Linked DNA regions of Mus musculus: region 1 is linked to region 2. The links are chromatin contacts, called in public HiChIP or PLAC-seq maps. All regions are on one chromosome and are shown on one strand. The core of a region is the stretch at or near the end of the contact, and the rest is flanking DNA. Distances in the headings are between cores, read along the strand shown. Region 1 holds the start of Sst (somatostatin). Region 2 has its middle 77 kb from the start of Rtp4.

Region 1 (3,259 bases), core at 689-3,188, 200 kb after region 2:
ACCCCCACACATGTTTCTTGTGACCCAGAATTTCTATGCTTCAATTTTATAACAAAGGGGATAACCTCCCCTATGAAAACAAGGAGTGTGCTTTTACAATGGAGGCAGCCTTTTTGTCTTTTCCAAGATACAGAGGAAATCATCAAAGAAGATATAAAACCAATGGTGTTTCTAGAGGTAAATGTTCACAAACAAACAAAAAACCAAACCAAAACAAAATTTAAAAGCTGAAAGTTTGTTTCACCTCTTTAAACCAAGTTCTTTCCCACTTTTTTGATTATTTTCTTTCCATTTTAAATATGTTTTATGTTTTGTGAATCAGCATAGTACAGTGTTAAGCGCTTCAGCCTGACTGCCCATAAATTCTAAAACACATTTTGGTAATCCTACAGCTATTCCCAAATGTCTTTAACATGCAAAGGATGTTTATGGCAGCTGTTCCCAATAGCCATCATTCGGATACATGGTTCAATTTATAGACATTCAAAGTTATTCAAGTTTTAAAGGAACAGTCATTTTTAAAGTCTAACTTTTATTACCGCAGGGAATTTTCAATACACCTTTGTGTATGTGGGTATGTACACCTAAAATATGTTTACGGAAACCACAACCCATGCTCATCATGTATTTCTGAACAAAACAATTTACTCAATAAGAAGTCAAACGCTTGCTCTTCATAATCTCACCATAATTTTATTTTGTATTTACAGTCTTCAATTTCTAATGCAGGGTCAAGTTGAGCATCGGGGGCCAGGAGTTAAGGAAGAGATATGGGGTTTGGGGGAGAGGGATCAGAGGTCTGGCTAGGACAACAATATTAAAGCTAACAGGATGTGAATGTCTTCCAGAAGAAGTTCTTGCAGCCAGCTTTGCGTTCCCGGGGTGCCATTGCTGGGTTCGAGTTGGCAGACCTCTGCAGCTCCAGCCTCATCTCGTCCTGCTCAGCTGCCTGGGGCAAATCCTCGGGCTCCAGGGCATCATTCTCTGTCTGGTTGGGCTCGGACAGCAGCTCTGCCAAGAAGTACTTGGCCAGTTCCTGGATAGGGCAGTGAGAAGAACAAAAGGGAGGAATGGGAGAGGGGGGAAAATGTGGTTTGAAAGTAAGATTTAATCACTCAAAACCCAGTTTTCACAATCATATGGGTGATTGCTGTATGTATTCATTAGATTATGCAGGAGAAAAAAAGCTTCCCCAAACGCAAGTCTTTCAGAAAGTGCTCTGCCTTAAAACACAGAGAAATCACAGATGATTAAGAAGTCGTTTATAACTACATAGAATGCCAATAGTTTGCGCAGCTCCATTTTCCTGTGATGAGATATGAAGTGGAGCTGAGTTCTTGCCAGATTTTTTGAAAGGTAAAAGCAAACCTTCCCATAAACTGAAGAGCCTCTTGCCCCAGAATCGTTTTGTGAACAAACATTGCGTTTCAGCACCGGGGTCAGCAACCCTCTTGCCAGCACCAGGGATAGAGCCCAGTCTCTCCTACCTGCTTTCTGAATTTTCTTGAAAGCCAGGGAGGAACTTACCTGCAAGGTGACCACCTGCGCTGATCAATTCTGAAAAGAGTAAGAGGGGACCCTAACTTCAAAAGTTTCCCTGGGAGCTTAGGGGCTGAGCGACTCTGAGAAGCGCCCGCTAAACACCTGTCGCAGGGGCTGCAGCAGGAAGGCTGGGGGATTCGTAAGGGGGACAGTCCTTACCTGTTTCCCGGTGGCAGCCGCCAGAGACTTCTGCAGAAACTGACGGAGTCTGGGGTCCGAGGGCGCGCCGGTGACACCGCCCAAAGCCAGGACGATGCAGAGCGCAGCCAGGGCGCACTGGAGACGGCAGGACAGCATCTTCCTTGCCTCAGGCAGCCAAGCTGGAGCGCGGTGGGTCAGTCTAGTCGCAGGTCCTCAGGCAGCAGCGACGGCTTCGGTAGCGTCTCCTTCAGCCGCTATGGAGCTCTCCACGGTCTCCCCTTTTTAAACTCTCTCTCTGACGTCAGCCAAGGAGGCGCCCCCAGATCTCACCAGTGCTTTTACGCACCATTAGCCTCGCAAAATCAATCACAGAAGTGAGGGGAGGCGACACGATCTAAAGTGGTTTATTTTTTTAAAAAAAAGAAAAAGAAAGCCTGCACCCACGCAGGCACATGAAATTCTCCATGCCACAGAGACCAAACAATCTTACCTTCACTCAGTGCTGACATGCCGCTCCCATATTTCAGCCACATAGGAGCACACTTAATTACACAGAGATCACTCAGTCCTTGGTTAGCAATACATCATCACACTCAGTTGGGTACCTGTCAATGTACCCAGATTACTGGACTTGCATTCACCTTTAACTTTTTGTATGGCGAGTGAGACTTAGAGCGATCTGTCTAGGAAACAATCTCAGAATGAATTTGCAATTAAGAGGACTGAACTATATTCTCTCCCTCCATCTCTTAAAGCCTTGTAGGAAAAAAGGGATGAAATTGAGCTGTAAAGGAACCTCACTTTGTCCAAGCGGCCTATCTTTATATTTTAACAAAAGAAAACCACTGGAGAGACAGATAGACAGACAGACAGACACACACACACACACACAGGAGGGAGGGGGAGAAAGAAAGCCTACATTTGGCACCTGGAAACAGCCCTGGGAATCAGTCTCAGAAATCATCTAACAAGCCTCAGAACTTGAACCAAGAAAGCTTAAGGGACTGGCAGATCATTTCTCTGTACAGTTGGAAGAGCAGAGGCATCTAGACTCTAAGGCCAGGGTTCTTGTGCACTGCTGTGTGTGTTCTGACAGATTCCTGAGCGGCTAGGTTAGGAATCTCCAGGATGGGCACACATTAAGGCAGTGTGTAGCCATTGTATATCTATGTGAGTAACGAATCAACAGACTGTCTAGGCCTCTCTTCTACTGCAGAGGGAGTTTAAGGAAGTCTATTAGTTCATCAAATTGAGTGTTTGCATCTGGTTGCCAGCTAAGGCTGCCGCTTTCAAAGTAACTGCTCATTAAGGAAATGCCAGCTCCATTCCTGGCATAGAACAGGTAATCTCCACAGGCAATTCAAGGACTAACATCTTAGGGTAGTCAGAGAAGCCAACAGTAGAGGTTTTTTTAAATGCACAGCTTCAGAAGTCAGGTGACGCAGAGGGTTTGCACAATGCTGATGTCTACCACGCACTATGAATTAGGTGCATTCTGACACCATTCTCAACACTTGCACCTAAAAAACGAAGTGGACAGGTAAGAGGGGTTAGTCAGTATCTTGAAACAGCTTGA
Region 2 (3,323 bases), core at 728-3,227:
CATCTGTCGCTGTCTGTTGCAGAAGGAAGTTTCTCTGATGATGGCGGAACAAAGAAGGCACACTGACCTATGAGTATAGCAGAGTATCATTAGGAATCATTTTATCACTTCCTTTTTTTTTTTTTTAAGACCAATCAAGTTTGGTCTTTCTCTAGGTCCCTGAGATATCTGGTCTCAGGTTCTTGGTAACAACCCAAGGATTATGAGGTATGCAAACCAATCTACTATGACAAAATAAAAAACAATCATTGAATCATAGAAATAAGGAAACAGATAAAAATATTACAAATTGATATGAAGAAACTCTTGGGAGTTAATGGAAATTTCTGTTAACTGAGATACAGTTACTAGGTATGCGCCCATATTGTCCTCTCTCTTGTGTTAAATATAGTTTTAGATTTCTATTACACTGCAACAAAGTTGCAAACATCTCTTAAAGAAAACAAACATGAAGACTACACATTTTGTAACAGAGGATGAGAATCTTCCATTCTCAATTTAGTGAGATTATGATCACTATGGAGACAGACGTCTGGGTGTGTCTATGAAGGTGTTCCCAGGAAGGTTCACTGAACACTTGTTCCTATGAGCCCAACATGGTTCAGGTGCCAGAGGTAACAGCCATGGCTTGTAACTATGTCAAAGGGAAGCCCAACAGAACAGATCTCATCCTTGGGTTGGCAGGAATTTTATTGGCTCAGTTGGGAAGATATACACAATGCCTGACCAACTAGTGTCTTTAGCCTCTTCATAGAAATGTCAGAGATAAGGGAAAGAGAAAATAGAAAACTGCACAGGGGGGAAACCTTTAAACCAAGCAAACACCTGTAGAAGGGAAAGCTTTACTTAGAGAACCTAGAATGCTCATGTCTGTTTGAGTCCTAGATAACTAAGAAGGGGTGGCTTAAAATGTCCCCTTTGGCCTGAGATTAGCCATTGGTAGGAATGACCAGGGAGAGGCATGTACACCAGTGACAGGTGATAAATAAGGTTCTCTTGTGGTTGTGCTTGACTGGGGATTGCCAGGAAAGGGGAGGACAAGAACCTAGTGCAGCAAGGTACTTAGTTTCTGGAAATACAAATGATGTAGCTTTAGTAGTTACCATCAAAACTAAGAAGCTTTAGCACCAAAGTCTTGTCACTGACTGTTACTCAAGTCCCTTCTACGTGTGCAATACAGACTTGGCTATTCTTGCTCATGTCCCCAATATATGTACAGCATAACCTTGGCTTTAAGATGGAATGATTATTTTGTGTAGCCACATGCTGGAAGACAGGCAACTTGTGTTATGTTTTATAAAATATAGCCCATGTGGGGCTGGTGAGATGGCTCAGTGGGTAAGAGCACCCAACTGCTCTTCTGAAGGTCTGAAGTTCAAATCCCAGCAACCACATGGTGGCTCACAACCATCCGTAACAAGATCTGACGCCCTCTTCTGGAGTGTCTGAAGACAGCTACAGTGTACTTACATATAATAAATAAATCTTAAAAAAAAAAAAATACAGCCCATGTACACCCCCGCAACCCCCCCCCCCCACTAGTAAATATGATGGAATAAGTTGAACTTGCTCTAAATTTATAGAGAATTTTAATCTCAGTGCTATTGATGTAAGAACTCTGTGATTGGCTATATGACCTAATACCTAAAAAGAGAGCCACGTGCCTGTTAAGAACAGGGTATGAATTGGAATTAGGTTGCTGAGAGCTGCTTGCTGCTAAGCCCAGCTCTGATAATTAACTGGCAACTAATGTTCCATGCTCAAAGGTTATCTTCTTTCTTTTCCACCTGAAATGAGAAAAGTTTAATCACAGACTCTGCTTTTTGTAAACAGAGAGGCTGGTGAAAAACCTTGCTGCCAAGATGCTGTGAGTGCCGTAGGACGCTCTGATTATCTCTCTGTGGCTGAAAAGACTGCTCTGCCATCATTCTGTATGCAGCTTCCATTTTACCCCGGAGAAGCCCTGATTGCTTTCCTCTGGTGGGTAAATCTTGTCTCTCAACATCCCTTCTCATGCGACATATGTTCCAGCCAAATGGAGCCACTCGCTTATGCCTGAGCAAAGTCGCTGCTTTCTCACCCCAGTGATTTGACTCATTCTCATCGCTGTCTGGAATCCCCTTGTCTCTTTCAGAAAGCTACTTGTCCGAATTCTTCCTATCATTTAAAGCCTAGCTGAAATATGGCATCCCCTAAGGACTTCAGAGTTACTGTCTCCCTCTGTCACTGCCTCTCGGTGCCTCTCAGTAGTTCCATTGCACTTTTCTCATGGTACTCACTGCGTTACACTGTGCTGTGTATTTACCAGCTAGGTGTGTCTTACATCCTCCTGAGCTTCTTGCCCATCTCTCATTATCATGCTCCTGCAGGCCAGGGATCACAGAGCTGCTTAATACCTTACTTCTAATGAGTACACTATACTCACAGTGATTCTGGGCTCTCTTGTGTTCCATGACCAAGGTAGTCATGGAGAATTTGGGGCTCTGGATAGCTTTTCCAGGGAAGCAGGTATCACCTTGAACACAAAGTATTGTGCTGGGGGTATGAGTCTTCCACTATTAGCACACATTGAATAGAAGAAAAAACAAAACAGATAACTGCCATGATTTTACATGAGAATGCAGACTGGTATTATCATTGAATCAGACTCTCCTGTTTCCCATGTTTGAGCAAAGGGATCCTGAAGGAGTTGGTCTAAGTGGGCAGGAACATTCACATTCCAAATTCTCATACCGCCTCCCAAATCTGCCCTACTCTGTTCTCATATTGTAATTCTCTAGTCATCACTAGACCTGATGCCTCTGCCACTCTCCAAGTCACAGTCTAAGAATAGGCAGAGCCCAGCATTTCTTCAAGAGCCTTGAAGTTAACCTGGTCTTGGTATTGGGTTCTTTTTCTGTTCTGTGTGTCTTACTCCAACCTCCATAAGCACTTCCACAGGTCAATGGTTATTCAAAAGTGAACAGAGATTGAGGTTTATTGTGCATCAAAACAAGAGCTGTGTATGTAGAAGACCCAGATCACTCAGTGTTATAGTTTACTTCTCTGTTGCTATAATAAGACACTAACCAAACCAACTTAAGGTAAGAAAGGATTTATTTCATCTTACAGTTACCAGGTGTCAATCCATCACTGAGAGAAGTCAGAGCAGGAGCTCAACACAGGAACCTGGAGGCAGGAACTAAAGCAGAAACCACAGAGGAAGGTTTGCTTCCTCTGGTTTGCTCAGCTACTTTTCTTACATAAACCAGGTCTGCTTGTCCAGTAATGGTACAACCTACAGTGGGTTGAGCCCTCCTGTATTAGCAATTAAGAAGATGCCC

The links. HiChIP or PLAC-seq counts read pairs in DNA pulled down with a chosen protein or histone mark.
Region 1: an H3K27ac HiChIP or PLAC-seq map of SST interneurons shows a contact between it and region 2, with 2.2 times the contacts expected there. The contact joins the promoter of Sst here to the enhancer-like site in region 2. A contact is called at or near these places in 10 of 39 promoter capture datasets (the 3T3-L1 cell line, HPC-7-derived erythroid cells, embryonic stem cells and 6 more), 4 of 484 Hi-C or Micro-C datasets (the HPC-7 cell line, cerebral cortex, cortical neurons and 1 more), 2 of 115 datasets of contacts at active chromatin or transcription factors (SST interneurons and astrocytes) and 1 of 9 other capture datasets (embryonic stem cells).

The regions. Positions count from the first base shown.
Region 1 is chr16:23,888,906-23,892,164 of GRCm38.p6, forward strand. Sst (somatostatin) reads right to left here and starts at 1,939. Exons shown (of 2, transcript NM_009215.1): 1 at 1,702-1,939; 2 at 676-1,036. The coding sequence starts at 1,839. The coding sequence ends at 824.
Region 2 is chr16:23,684,949-23,688,271 of GRCm38.p6, forward strand. No RefSeq gene overlaps it. Among named protein-coding and RNA genes, the nearest start is that of Rtp4, 77 kb to the left of the region's middle. Within about 2 kb of position 1,978, at least 1 of the 459 cell types and tissues checked has an H3K27ac peak or open chromatin away from gene starts, as enhancers often do. A contact at or near this core is called in SST interneurons, where this site is marked.